2 separate regions of the Mus musculus genome follow, and region 2 is linked to region 1. A link is a contact called in public HiChIP or PLAC-seq data. All regions are on one chromosome and are shown on one strand. The core of a region is the stretch at or near the end of the contact, and the rest is flanking DNA. Distances in the headings are between cores, read along the strand shown. Region 1 overlaps Acoxl (acyl-Coenzyme A oxidase-like). Region 2 overlaps Morrbid (myeloid RNA regulator of BCL2L11 induced cell death).

Region 1 (3,591 bases), core at 344-2,843:
TGCAGTATGGGAATTGGTCTACTTGGTGGCAATGAAGAGCCAAACATGAGCTGAAACATTTCCCCAGCAATCTAAACTTTATGTTAAAGGTACACATCTTCCATAGTTTTTAAACAAGTCTGGTCAGTATGTTACTGATCCTTGGGTACTCCTTTAGCAACATTTCATTTTGGGTGCCTTACTATTTCCTAACCAAGGTTAGCCGACCATTTATTTATAGCATTAGCTTGGCCTGTTGTTTCCACTTCCTCCTAGATCCCTGCAAGGAAACAAATGGGGAATAAAAGAAAGATGATGGGAGGGGCCAGTGGGAGGGGACTGCAGCTGAGTATGGGGTAGCATCTGTGTGGCTGGGGAGAGGGAGGAACCAACTTCCTAAGGATCCATCACTGCCTTCTCTCCTGCCTGTTGGTGAAAGCCTGGGGTACCTCGGGAGGCGTAGCAGGTCTTCACCGGTCAGACACCTTAGAAGCCATTCCTAGATGTCACATAAGCCTGATGAACCCCTTAACCTTGGGCTCCCCTGGAATGCCAAGTCCAAATAAGACCTCCTCCCTTCCACCCCAGCATTCTGATTGCACAGCACCCTACAAGAAGATCCCGGGAGCTGGGAAGGGCATCGGTTTGCATGACCAGGGGAGCTCTAGCAGGCAACAGTAGCTGTGCCCCTGCCGGCTCCCTGGGGGCCAGGTGGGTTTTCCTCTTCTCCTTCCTCCTGGTGTGATCCAGGCCCAGTAAGTCTCCCTTTCATTGTGTCCTGACAAATAGATGGTGTGTGTTTTCTTTTCGCATTCTTTTTAATGGCCTGGACTATCCTCCAGTGCCCCAGCTGTGCATGTCAAACAAAATGTATTGGGGTCAGGCGGATTCTCACACCACACTGAACTGCACACCGTGCAAACAAAAAGCACTCATTTCACTACATTGTACATGCTCGAGAACGCTATACTAAGGGACTGGTGTAATTACTGCACTAGCCACTGGACTGGGCACAGGCTACAGCAATCTCTCTCTCTCTCTCTCTCTCTCTCTCTGTCTCTCTCTCTCTCAATTTTCAAATATAGTTATACAAAGTGTCCCTGTATCTAAACGTCCTATGCAAATACAAACATCTTACAAAGCGCACACAGATAAAATCAGCCCAGGTTGATGTACCCTGAGCAGGGAGCTCTGTGCCGTGTGACCTTTAGAGACAAGACAGAGCACATGTAGAGAAATGGAGATTTTTTTTTTATGTTATAAACAAAGGTGCAACCCCACAGAGAGTGTGTGTGAACTCTCTTCAAAGAAGGGCACACTTTAAACCTGGAGGAAAATAAGAAGGCAAGCTTCCTGTTTCAGGAAGAGGAAGAGGAAGCTTTCAAACGTGTAACAAGGCAGGTGGCCTCAGGAAACTGAGAAAAGGGTGCGTGGAAATATACTCTGATTGCCGCTGTGGCATTTTAAAGAAACAACATTTGTGTTTTGTTCCATAACTAAGTGAAAATCAGCCGAAGCTTTGGGGAAAGTCCGCTTGTTTGAAGCAAGGCCACCGCGGCTTGCTGCCTCTGGCTTTTGCTCTGCAGGCAACCAGCTCATTCTGCAGCCTGCTGGAGCAAAGACCCACACAGCTGAGGACAGATGTGGCTACAATGCCTCGGGAAACCGCCACAGGCTCACACACCTGCAGGTGACATCACCGCTCTATCTTACCCCAGAAATCTATTAGCATGCAGAAACAGGTGTCAGCAAACCCAACCCCACTCTTAGAAAGCATTCGGCCTCCCCAGCCAGAGAGTGGAAACTGTAAACCTGAGGCTGAACTCGCACTTGCCTGCAGAACGGAGCACCACCCCCACCCCTTACCCCCAATCCACAACTCAAACTTCCTAGGACAGCTGCTTCCCCATGTACAAAAGACTCCAGATGCAGCCACAACAACAGCAGGGAGAACTCCTTCCTCTGGATATTGTTTTTTCCTCTGAGAAATGTTGTCTCTGGTTTCATTTTGTTTTATTCTTGTTTCCCTGCGCTGTAGCCCAGGCTGGCCTCTAATTCGAGGTCTTTCCCTATGATTTCCCAGAAGTGGGTCACTACATCTGGTTAGAATCTTGTCTTTTCTCTAGCAAAAAATAGTTAATGCCTGTTAGTCCTTCCCAACCTCTAGCTCTCGAAGCAGCCTTTTCCCTTGAATCCAGGCCCAAGTATAAGGGAGGGCTTCCGCACATTTAGATCATTAAATATCCATGTGTGTCTGAGATGTTTGAAATAGTCCAGCAGACAAAGGGGTGACTAGTGAAGACTTAACCCTGGTAAGAGTCTGAGAACTGCAGGAACCGGGGAAGAAAGTGGAACTCGGCTGTCACTTTCTTTCGTGTTTGAGATTGTCTTTAACAAAAATATTTTTTAAATGTGTAGTAATATTTCCAGTTATTCGGCCTCACCCCTCCTCCCTTCCTCCTTTGTAACAGAGCCCTCTTTTTTGTTTTTTTAATCCGCTCTGCTCTGCTCTGTTCTGTGGATCTGCTGTGCTTCACTAATCCAGCCATAGGCATCCAAGTCCTCACCGGTGACAGCCCTAGAAATGACCACATGGCTTTCTCTGATGATCTGAAATGAGAGCAAGTCTCCTGAAGGGTTTCTGGAAAAGGTTTCCATCTACTAAAAAGAAAGAAACGTAGAGGAAGGCATGGGTCCTCCTCAGCTGCTAAATCCCATTACATATGCATGTGACAGCAAGGACCCCAGCGGCCATGTTGTGACCACAAAGGAGTCAGTCAAGACAAAACTGACAGCTCGGGGGCTGCAGAGAAGAAAGATCAAAGCTACCCTGGTCCTTGAGGATGTCATTGAGCCACAAAATAACCACGCCGAAACTGCTCCACTTCAGGGATCATTAAGTGAGAAAACAGTACAGTTACTGTTTACAGCGTGGAGCCAGGGGTTCTCTTGACTCGCAGTTAAGTTCATAATGCCTGACATAAAGCAGTTGGGGGAGAAATGGAAGAAACAATGAAAGAAGACTCTGAATTCCATCAGCATCATGAGTCTGGGCAAAGCCATAGCCGTTGTGATCGTGCATGAGAGCTAGATTTCCATTGCATGTCTCCTCATGGGTCTTACGGTAGTCTCTCTTTCTCTCTCTCTCTCTCTCTCTCTCTCTCTCTCTCTCTCTCTCTCTGAAGCTCCATCCCTGCATTTTCTCATATGAAGTAGCTCTGATTTTTCTGAGAACATTTTCTCGAATGGCTCTCATATCCACTACTATCCCAAGGTACATAGGGATTCCTAGCATCATCGGAAGACGATGACCTTCATTAAGCGCCCACGTGGTCTTGGACAGGTTCTTTAGCCTCTGAGAATAGATTCCCTTGCTGCCAAGACAGAATTGATTTTTACCCCTTAGGGCTGTGGTAGTTACAGGGACAGGATTTAAGCAACTGCTGGTTACTTAAGAGCCAGATCCTGAAGCTGTGGGTCATGTGACTGAAGGTGAAGCTTGCAAAAATATGGTGGCAGTGAAATGTTCCTTCAGACGCAACCAAACAGCAACTCAGAGTCACACAATGAATGCATAGGTGGTGTTCCTGGTAGCACCCATCTGAGCGACAC
Region 2 (3,306 bases), core at 552-3,051, 440 kb before region 1:
TATCCTTCCTTGTGTCTCCTTGCAAGCTATTTTTAAAAAGATAGATGGGTTAAAACACGGGCAAGGGCCACACTGTTCTCAGGGAGGGGCATGACTCTTGGGGACATTCTGGCTACTGGACGTTTAATGCAATGGAGAATCTGAGGTTTTAATTCCTTTTGATTTTTAGTTTTTTTAACCTAAGTGTCTCCTGTAACTGCAGCTGTCGTATTAAACAATGCAGAAGAAAAAGTATGTATATATGTATACACACACACACCATGAACAGGCAGCTTCATCAGAAGTACAGGAGCTAGTCTGGCACATGGGAGCAGTGAGTTCTCTTAGCTATAAGGGAAATTCTGGCTGTCACATAGGTGTTTGAGCTAGCTCTCTCTGCCTGTTAACTTTGCAAAGGACTGCCCTCCTGCCTCAAGCACCTATCTATATTTTGACTGCCCTCCTGCCTCAAGCACCTATCTATATTTTGAGACAGGTCTTGGGCAGCAGCAAAGGAAACATTCCCTACACTAGAGAATTGAAAATAACCTAAAATATTTTGCAAAAAGTCCAAGGCCAGTGGAGAGGAGCCTTCTGAGCCTACATGTGTATTTATTGTAATCCAAGAATTTAAGAAAATAGAGAGGAGAGAGATGGGAGTGCCACTACAAGGACTTATAGCTTTTGAAATAGGCTCAGGTGGGGTTGAAAGACCATCTAGGTTCCATTCCTAGACCCCCATATGGTGACTCATAACCATCTTCGTTAATTGGGTCCGACGCCCCCTTCTGGTCTCTGTAGGTACTGCACTCACCTTATGTACATAATATACACATGCAGCCAAACACACCTATACAAAGAAATTTTACTTTTTTAAATTTTAAAACAACAGACTCAGGGAGAGAGCTGAGCCAGCTCTACCAATGTGGGGTTTGAGATGAGGAGACAGAAGGCAAAGCTGAATCATTTTCTTCTTATCACTGAGACTGTCAGATTTCTTTCTTTCTATCTTTTTTTCAAGTTGGAGGGAAAGCACCTTAGACAGAAAATAATACTATTTTGAATTTCAGAGCTTTCCCTTTTCGAGCACTGTATCATCTTGGGTTTATTTTGCTCTCACACTGGGGCCCTTGGACCCGCAAGGGAGGAATTGAGAACGCTGCTTGCTTCTCAAACGGACTTCCCTGAAAGGAGTTTTAAGGATTAGAAGGTGAAGGTTAAGGCTTTCACATCCTGGGCCACACTTATATTCCCAGTGTCATAACTGAGAGAAGATGTGCAGAGGTTTTTAAAAGCCCTGCAGTAGGTTGTGTAACCAGCCTCCCCGGACTGTGTCGTGTCTCACCTTGATCTTCTCACCCTTAGCCCTTGAACCTGGGGACGTTTCTTTCTTGTGTGACCTGCAAGTTTAATAAATATGACTTCTGTGTCTCCTTGCAAGCTATTTTTAAAAAAGATAGATGGGTTAAAACACGGGCAAGAGCCACACTGTTCTCAGGGAGGGGGGGCATGACTCTTGGGGACATTCTGGGGTCCAACCTCAGGCTAATGCTCTCACTATTCAGCCCCCCAGTGGGTAGAAGAGCAGTCATTCCAGACCACACTTGACCCTGGAAGGAACACTAAAGAATCTGAGGTCTCCTGAGTGGCCTGGACAACAGGTCACAGGTGCACCAGGTGGTCATGAATCAGTCTTCTCTGGGTGATTGTGAATCCTAGACTCACTGTCATTGAGCCCACCTGGGACCATACATAGATAGGCCAGGAGGAGAGGTTTTCAAATGCTTTACTGAAAGTAAGACACACTTTCTGGGGCATTCCCCTAATCGCCTGTGCTGGTGAAGCTCGTCAAAACAGGAAATGAGGTTAGCATGGAATGACTTTCTCTCAGAGAACTTGTGTTGCCTCCCAGAGACCACCACGTTCTTCCCAAAAGCTCGTGGTCCAGTTTAACACCTTGCCAGGGCTTTCCTTGAAATGGGCGAGTGTCTGGTTTTCTGCAGGCTTTCGGAACGGGTTGCTTTGGGAAACGCTTGTTCCCAGCCTTTGGACTCCTTCCCCTGACTTTCATATTAGCATCTCTGAAGTGTTTGCAGGTTGGCGTGAAGCTCGATCTGCATATATGCCAACCACAGCAAGACTCCGTGGTTAAGCCAAGGACTCTGCACACTTCCGAGATGGGAGGCTTCACCGGTGCCATGGGCTGTGGGCAGCTCCTTCCAAACCATGGCTCTTTGATCCCATGCTTTCACAAAGATGCCAGGAAGAGAGAGCAACCCAGGGAGTGGAAACCTCCATGGGAACAATGTCTTCTCCTCTGCTCCAGAGGGGGGCATTTAAAGGCAGAAGGAACCAGCCTGGCTCCTTTCAAGTAAAGCACACCGAGTACTTTGATGAAGCTGTCAAGAGTGATGAAGGGCTCACAGACTTGGCAGGATCTCTTTGGTTATCTTTGCTGAGGTCTTCTGGCAAAGGGCTCTAGTTGAACTCTCTAGAAGCACACATCTCTTTCCTGAGAGTAAAGGACATTTGAGGTCAGTTTGCCTTTATGTAGTTGAGGGAAAGTGAGCTCTTGGCTCACAGTGACTAAGACCATAGTCTCCAAATGCCAGACTTGATTTACCTCTTGGTGTCTACCCACCACACTCTCTGGGGTTCACACTTCTGTAATCATGGGCATGTTTTGTTTTGCTCTATAGATATATTCTTGACTTAGCAGAATCTCAAAAGCCAGCCCGAGTTCAAGGCTGAAAGACCATTTTCTTTCAGGCCAGAGGCCCTGTGCATATGTGTCAGTTTGGGTGTCTGAGTCGAAGGATTTGTAAACAGTCACCTTTCTAATAACCAACCCAACTATGGAGACTCCAGTTAGTTCTTTTCTGGTGGCTTCCAGCACTATTTCAGAGTCTCTGAAGGCCGCGTAATTACCTTTATTTAGGTTAAGGAAACTGAGTTTTAGCAAGAATCAGTTTACCTCCTGTAACAGGATAGTGTACCTCGGTTTAAACTCCAAAGTATCTGGGCTCACAGTAGCTGTCACCATGCAACCAACCCTCCAAAAGGCCTGTGCATGGTCAATGACATCCAGGCATAACTGAAGGGTCAATGACCTGTGCAGTCCTAGGCTCGACTTGTGCAGCCCTCTGCCTGAGTCAAATTGGTAGAGGTACCAGTGTTGACCACTGGCACCAGAATCAACCACTTCCGTAGTCTCCCAGGGGACTTTGAGAGCATGGAGGTCAGACTGAGTCAGTTAGCAAAGGGCAGCTCAGTTCTGCAGGGCTCTAGGCTGAGCAGTGGAGCGGGCTGTCAGACAGAGACTCCTGT

Evidence for each region. HiChIP or PLAC-seq counts read pairs in DNA pulled down with a chosen protein or histone mark.
Region 2: a BATF HiChIP or PLAC-seq map of CD8 T cells shows a contact between it and region 1, with 6 read pairs. The contact joins two enhancer-like sites. A contact is called at or near these places in 1 of 484 Hi-C or Micro-C datasets (embryonic stem cells), 6 of 115 datasets of contacts at active chromatin or transcription factors (CD8 T cells, double positive thymocytes, embryonic basal ganglia and 3 more) and 1 of 9 other capture datasets (liver).

Annotation. Positions count from the first base shown.
Region 1 is chr2:127,925,778-127,929,368 of GRCm38.p6, reverse strand. The region is part of intron 9 of Acoxl (acyl-Coenzyme A oxidase-like); the gene reads right to left. Among named protein-coding and RNA genes, the nearest start is that of Acoxl, 73 kb to the right of the region's middle. Within about 2 kb of position 1,593, at least 49 of the 459 cell types and tissues checked have an H3K27ac peak or open chromatin away from gene starts, as enhancers often do. A contact at or near this core is called in CD8 T cells, memory CD8 T cells, regulatory T cells and 1 more, where this site is marked.
Region 2 is chr2:128,366,501-128,369,806 of GRCm38.p6, reverse strand. All of the region lies in intron 1 of Morrbid (myeloid RNA regulator of BCL2L11 induced cell death), which reads left to right. Among named protein-coding and RNA genes, the nearest start is that of Gm14010, 55 kb to the left of the region's middle. Within about 2 kb of position 1,801, at least 28 of the 459 cell types and tissues checked have an H3K27ac peak or open chromatin away from gene starts, as enhancers often do. A contact at or near this core is called in CD8 T cells, memory CD8 T cells, regulatory T cells and 1 more, where this site is marked.